2 separate regions of the Mus musculus genome follow, and region 1 is linked to region 2. Evidence: chromatin contacts called from public Hi-C data. All regions are on one chromosome and are shown on one strand. The core of a region is the stretch at or near the end of the contact, and the rest is flanking DNA. Distances in the headings are between cores, read along the strand shown. Region 1 overlaps Polr3e (polymerase (RNA) III (DNA directed) polypeptide E). Region 2 holds the start of Pdzd9 (PDZ domain containing 9).

The links. Hi-C and Micro-C count contacts between places; a contact is called where the count stands out from the background.
Region 1: a contact with region 2 is called in a Hi-C map of embryonic stem cells, with 2.5 times the contacts expected there. The contact joins the enhancer-like site here to the promoter of Pdzd9 in region 2. A contact is called at or near these places in 4 of 39 promoter capture datasets (the HPC-7 cell line, embryonic stem cells, hippocampal neurons and 1 more), 22 of 484 Hi-C or Micro-C datasets (the AML12 cell line, B cells, CD4 T cells and 12 more), 8 of 115 datasets of contacts at active chromatin or transcription factors (embryonic hindbrain, embryonic stem cells, extraembryonic endoderm stem cells and 4 more) and 3 of 9 other capture datasets (adipose tissue, embryonic stem cells and liver).

Annotation. Positions count from the first base shown.
Region 1 is chr7:120,929,839-120,932,538 of GRCm38.p6, reverse strand. It overlaps Polr3e (polymerase (RNA) III (DNA directed) polypeptide E), which reads right to left. Exons shown (of 21, transcript NM_025298.4): 7 at 1,553-1,660; 8 at 1,229-1,278; 9 at 286-405. Among named protein-coding and RNA genes, the nearest start is that of Polr3e, 13 kb to the right of the region's middle. Within about 2 kb of position 1,443, at least 5 of the 459 cell types and tissues checked have an H3K27ac peak or open chromatin away from gene starts, as enhancers often do. A contact at or near this core is called in embryonic stem cells, where this site is marked.
Region 2 is chr7:120,668,921-120,671,707 of GRCm38.p6, reverse strand. It overlaps Pdzd9 (PDZ domain containing 9), which reads left to right and starts at 1,365. Exons shown (of 4, transcript NM_001040136.2): 1 at 1,365-1,542. The coding sequence starts at 1,512.

The DNA of each region.
Region 1 (2,700 bases), core at 194-2,693, 260 kb before region 2:
ACGTGTCTAGCTTGCAGTCACCATCCAGGGTACATCAAAAACCCTAACCAAATGCCACCCCTACTGTACCTACAGCTTAGGGGGCTAAACCTCTAACTGGAACAGGAGCTCTCTGCTTCCCACTCTTTATGACACCTGCTAAGTGAGATATGGCAAGATGCAAACTGCTCACACACGTGATGCTCTCTAGGGTATAGCAAAGTGGCCATAGACAGGGTGAGCTAGAAGTGAGATAAGCGGCTCTTGGGCATCAGGGCTCTTCCCCCAGATCCTGCGCTGTCTCACCCTCATGCCATAGTAGTGCAGGTGGACCCAGGGTTCTTCTGCATGCTTCTTCTGCAAGAACTCATAGGACTGCACGCGGCGCTGGCGAGCCTGCTCGGACTCTGGCCTGGAGAACCGTACCTGTGAAGAAGGGAGAGGTCACACCCCCACATCTGTGGCCCCCAAAGATCTTACCAAACCATTGAACCCCCTCCCACTTTGCTTTTGGAATTCAGCCTCTGGGATACTAATGCAAACTGGTATTTTCTTGCTTCTGTCTGCCCTGGCCAAGGCTTTCCAGCTGGGCCACATGGGTGCCAACACATATCTTTTCAGATGAAGGCATTTACCCACGAAGGTACAGGAGGTTTTAACGGCTAGCCAACCCACTGCTGAGAACAGGACAACCTCTGAAGCCTGAGCTCTGTTACATCACTTCAGGAGAGGACGGTCTACCAGGGTGTGCAAACTCTATAGGCATTTCTGTGCCAGCTGTGACATTACTGCGCAGCATTTTCTTTCAATGGTTATTGCAAACTACATATACATAAATAGGAGGGACTTCATGCATCCTGAGTGGAAGACTAATATTCTATCTAAATCTTCCAAAGTCAAACTTGTTGGTAAGGTAACCACTATTTAAATATGCAGAATCACAAAGGTAATTAACATGAGATTTTTTTGAGCCTCTGTGACTTCACTGGGGATCCTGGGCTGTACCTTCCTGTTTCCAGGCAATTCTGGCCACACCCCAGGATCCCAGCAACTATACAGAACCAGGCTATCCCAGTTTCAACAGATGGGCGGGGGTAGTTATTTCCTCCAGGCAGCAGACTGGGGAGCAGGGAGGGGGTCAACAATACTGTGCATCTGTTACTCCCACAGATGGGGAAGTCCTTTCTGCTAGCTCGGACCCTGCTTTTTCCATACATGCTGCTCCCTCCTGCCCAGGGCCAGAGCTCACCGTGATCTGCTTAACGTCTTCTTCTGCCTCGTCCTGAGAAGAATCCCCTGCTGCAAAGCAAGCTGTCAGTACAGTCTCTACTGGGACTGCTCATTCTGCCCCAACATAACCCTCCCTCAAGAGCGCCAAGCAAGGGGCCCTGCTCTCAACTGGAGCAGTTTAATCCTCAGGTGATGTCTGGCCATCTGTGGGGACATTTTTTGGTTGTCCCAGATGTGGTATTTAGTAGGCAAGGGCCTGGCATGTCAGTAAGAATCCCACCACCTGATCTCTGTCAAGTGCTCACGTGAGCTCATTCAGACCACAGGCTGTCAGCAGGCTCACCCTCATTGGCTGCCTCCCTCTCTCGGTGCTTGGCATCTGCCTTATCAAGGTAGGAGAAGCTGGGCCGAAGCTGTAGGATGCCATGTAAAGGTGTCAGGTGGAGCTCACCTGGCAAAAGAAGAAGGGTTTGAACATGCCGCTACAACCCAAAGCCGACATACCCAACTTGCTCAAAGGAAACACCAAGTCCCCCAGAAGGCCTACACTCACTGTTACAACACCAAGCCAACTCCAATTCCAATTTAGCCTCTTCAGGAGACCAGGTCAGGAGCTGTTTCCAACTAGACACACTAAGCACGCCCAGAGCAGGAGCCTGATTCTGCTCAAGGCTACTTCCTGAGATTTGCCTCTCTACACTCTCTGCCATGTCATGTCTCCAACCTCATGCCTACTGCTCCCTCTATCCACAATGCACAACTCACCCACTCTTCCCTCTGGGCTCTGCTATAGTGCTGTTGCCAGACCCTACCAGAGTCCATTAGAGGACAGCATAGCCTTTAACTAATATGTCTCTGGCTGCAAGGATTATAGCTTCCTGGGCTGGAGAGATGGATCAGCAGTTAAGAGCACTTACTGCTCTTCAAGAGGACCCACATCTGATTCCTAGCACAAATACGGCCCCTCACAAGCACTCCTAACTCCAATTCTGGACTCTGCAGGCACCAGGCACGCAAGCAATGTACATACACACGTGCAGACAAAGCAGTCAGACATAATAAATCTAACAACAGATGAGCAGGCAGTGGTGGCACACACTTTTAGTCCCAGTACTTGGGAGGCAGAGGCAGGTGGATCTCTGAGTTTGAGGCCACTCTAGTCTACAGAGTGAATTCCAAGACAGCCAGGACTACAGAGAAACCCCTATCTCAAAAAAAAAAAGAAAAAGAAAAAAAAGGGGGCGGGGGGCAGGAGGGTGGGTAGTGTTGCAGCATTGAGCTGTAGTTCAGAACAAGACAGTAGCTATGGACGACAACAGGATTCTTGAGACAGGATCTCCCTACATGGCCTTAGAAGTCCTGGACGTACCGTGTAATATACCAGACGCCCTGCCTCTGCCCCCGAGTGCTGGGGTTAAAGGTGAGCACTAGTGATACACTTCGGAATGTCTCCTCTCTTCTCAGAGCCTGTCATTCGTTGCTTTGCAAAGC
Region 2 (2,787 bases), core at 116-2,615:
TATACTTGGCACCTGAATGGATTCCAGCCAAACTGGAAAAAGAAAAGGGTGGTCTATCAGAAGAAATGCAGCAGGAGGTTCCCTTTGCACAAAACCCTGCAGGAAGGGGTATAGCCAATGAAAATCCGTCCTGGTTTATTGTTTGGGCAGAGCTAGAGAAACAGAAGACTAAGCTGAGACCTACCCAGGCTCACCCTAAAAGTCTTGGCACAGCACCAGACTTTCAATAGGTGTTTGGTAACCATTTGTTACAGGACAGAGTGCCCCAGGGCAAGGTGGTTAATTTTTTCCTCCATCAGAGTGGTGATCCGCTTCATTATACTATTTTATCTTCTAAAATTTGTCTTCCATAATCTGTACTTTCCTAAAATTCTCTCCTTCATCTATGTTAAAAATACAATTTCCAAGCTGGTCAATGCTGGCACAAGCCTTTAATCCAGCACTTTAGAGACAGAGGCAGGTGGATCTCTATGAGTTTGAGTTTCAGGACAGCCAATGATACATTAAAACAAAACAAAACAAAACAAAACAAAACACAAAACCATGTCTCAAAGAAGAAGAGGGGGAGGAAGAGGAGAGGAAGGAGGAAGAGAGGAAGAAGAGGAGGGCAGAAGGAGAGAAAGAAAAGTTCTAGCCAGGCAGTGGTGTCTTGTGCCTTTAACCCCAGCACTTGGCAGGCAGAGGCAGTAGAGGCCTGGTCTACAGAGTGAGTTCCAGGACAGCCAGGGCTACACAGATTACACACAGTCTTGTGGGGAGTGGGGGATTAAAAAAAAAAAAAAAAAAAAAGGAAATTCAGTTTCCAGGAGGGTAAAGTTTCTGTCCATCTCGTCTACTTTCCTGTCCTCAGCATCCCCGCAAGCCACACCGTGGCTTCCAGTGGATTTTTGTTGTATGAGTGAATTGTGGGGGAGGAGGAATTATTTTTAGGAAATGAAAGGAAGCAATAATCTGTCTCTAATAGTGACTCACTGTTTTCAGGCCATTCTTGGCCCTTTCTCATGTAGAACACACATGAGTAAAGTACACTGGCACGGCAGTTAGAGCTGTTGATGTAACAACGTTTGAATACCACCATTCAGGGGATTCCGGGATCTTCTATAGTCTCCCAGCCTTGTTGCTCACATATGGAGGCCCTCTCCCCTCTATACTCTCACTCTGTCTCCAGTGTTTTCCCACAATGAATGAAGAGGCTTGTGTGAAGCTGGCACTCTGCTCATTCCTGCAGAAAAAAAGTTTTCCATATAATTTTCATACTCTACATTGGAGTAGTTTTCACTCTTGCCACATTTTCCAGGGTCTACTGAAGCCGTGTGGCAACTACGGGGCTGCCCAAAATCTGGGAAGCAGCCTTGCAGCGCCCCCTGGTGGCCATTCGAAGAGATGGACGGATCGAGGATTCCCCGTGGCCTGAGGTCCTCATCTGGGGTCTCGAGGATTCCAAACTGTTGGAAGTTGGGACAGATTCCAGCCTAGGCTTTGGGAGGATCAAGAGAGCCCTGCTCTGAGCAATGGAAAAGGGCTCTCTCAAAAGCAAAAATGGTAAACGGGGAAACAGGACGAGGGTGATGCCTTGGGTTCCAAGCCTTCCTAGATTTGCCTTTCCTGTAAAATGGGCAGTCAGCCACACGTCGGAGTCTCTCACCATTGTTTGTTGGAGATATAACTTTGCATGCAGTGCGATGTTCTTTTTTAGTGGACAGCTCTATGAGTTTCCACAAGTATGTAATACTCTTGACCACTACCACACTCAAACAAGAGAACATGTTCACTCCCCTTAATCGCCCTTTATTCACCCCCATTTCTTGTAGCTTTGTTGTTTTCTAGAAGTTTTTCCATGGACAGTGACTAAACATGGAACCATGTGTAAAGATATTTTTGAGTTAGTTCTTTCACTCTTCTCTCTTTAAACTTTTAAAATGATATTTTGTTGGGTGTATGGGGTTTCGGGGAGACCTTGTGTGAGTCCTCTCTTCCTACCGTGTGAGCCCCGGGGACTGAAGTCAGTTTGTCCAGCTTGACTGCCTTAACCAGATGAGCCGTCTCATCCATCCCACTGCTATTTTGTTTGTTTGTTTGTTTGAAATAAGATTACTTAATAAGTACATTTAACTTGTAAGCTTCAGTTCTCCAACTGAGGTTGTTGGAGTTATCCAACAAAGGTATCTGCTTTGAGAACTGCCGTGAGCCTCTTGAGTCCCTACCACTGGACACGGGAAGCTGAGAAGCCCATCTTAACAGTGATCCTGGAAATGCCCCAGACACACAGACTCGGCCGAGGCCTGGCGAATCTCAGAGCATCACTAGCCCTTGCAGAAGGAGCTGCGTGTGGTACAGAATGCTGTCTTTCCTCCCAGATGCTGTGTGGTTCCACCACTGCCCATTTCTACTGCCAGGCTGTGAGATGCTTGAGGGACTGCAGTCTGCTTTTACTTCTTCTCTCCATTCTGGGCTCCACACAGCAGCCAGGATGGTGATTTTATTCAAAACCATGACAACCTGAGATCATGTCCAGCTTAAATTGCTTCCAAGATTTCCTTAAGGTAGACCTGGATAGCAGCCCATCGCCGGGCCGTGGGCCTCCCCCACCTGCCAATGCTGCTCCAGGCAGCCCCACGAAGGCTGGTTTCCTCTTGCCTTAGACCCTTCTACCCCGCTGGTTGGTACTTTGACTCTGATTCATATTTACTCCTTCAGGGAAAGCTGGTCCCTGTCCCTATGTGAAATTTAGGTCCCTGTTGTGTTCAGAGCTCTCTGGACCTTTCTATTTAGCATCCAATTTGTGTT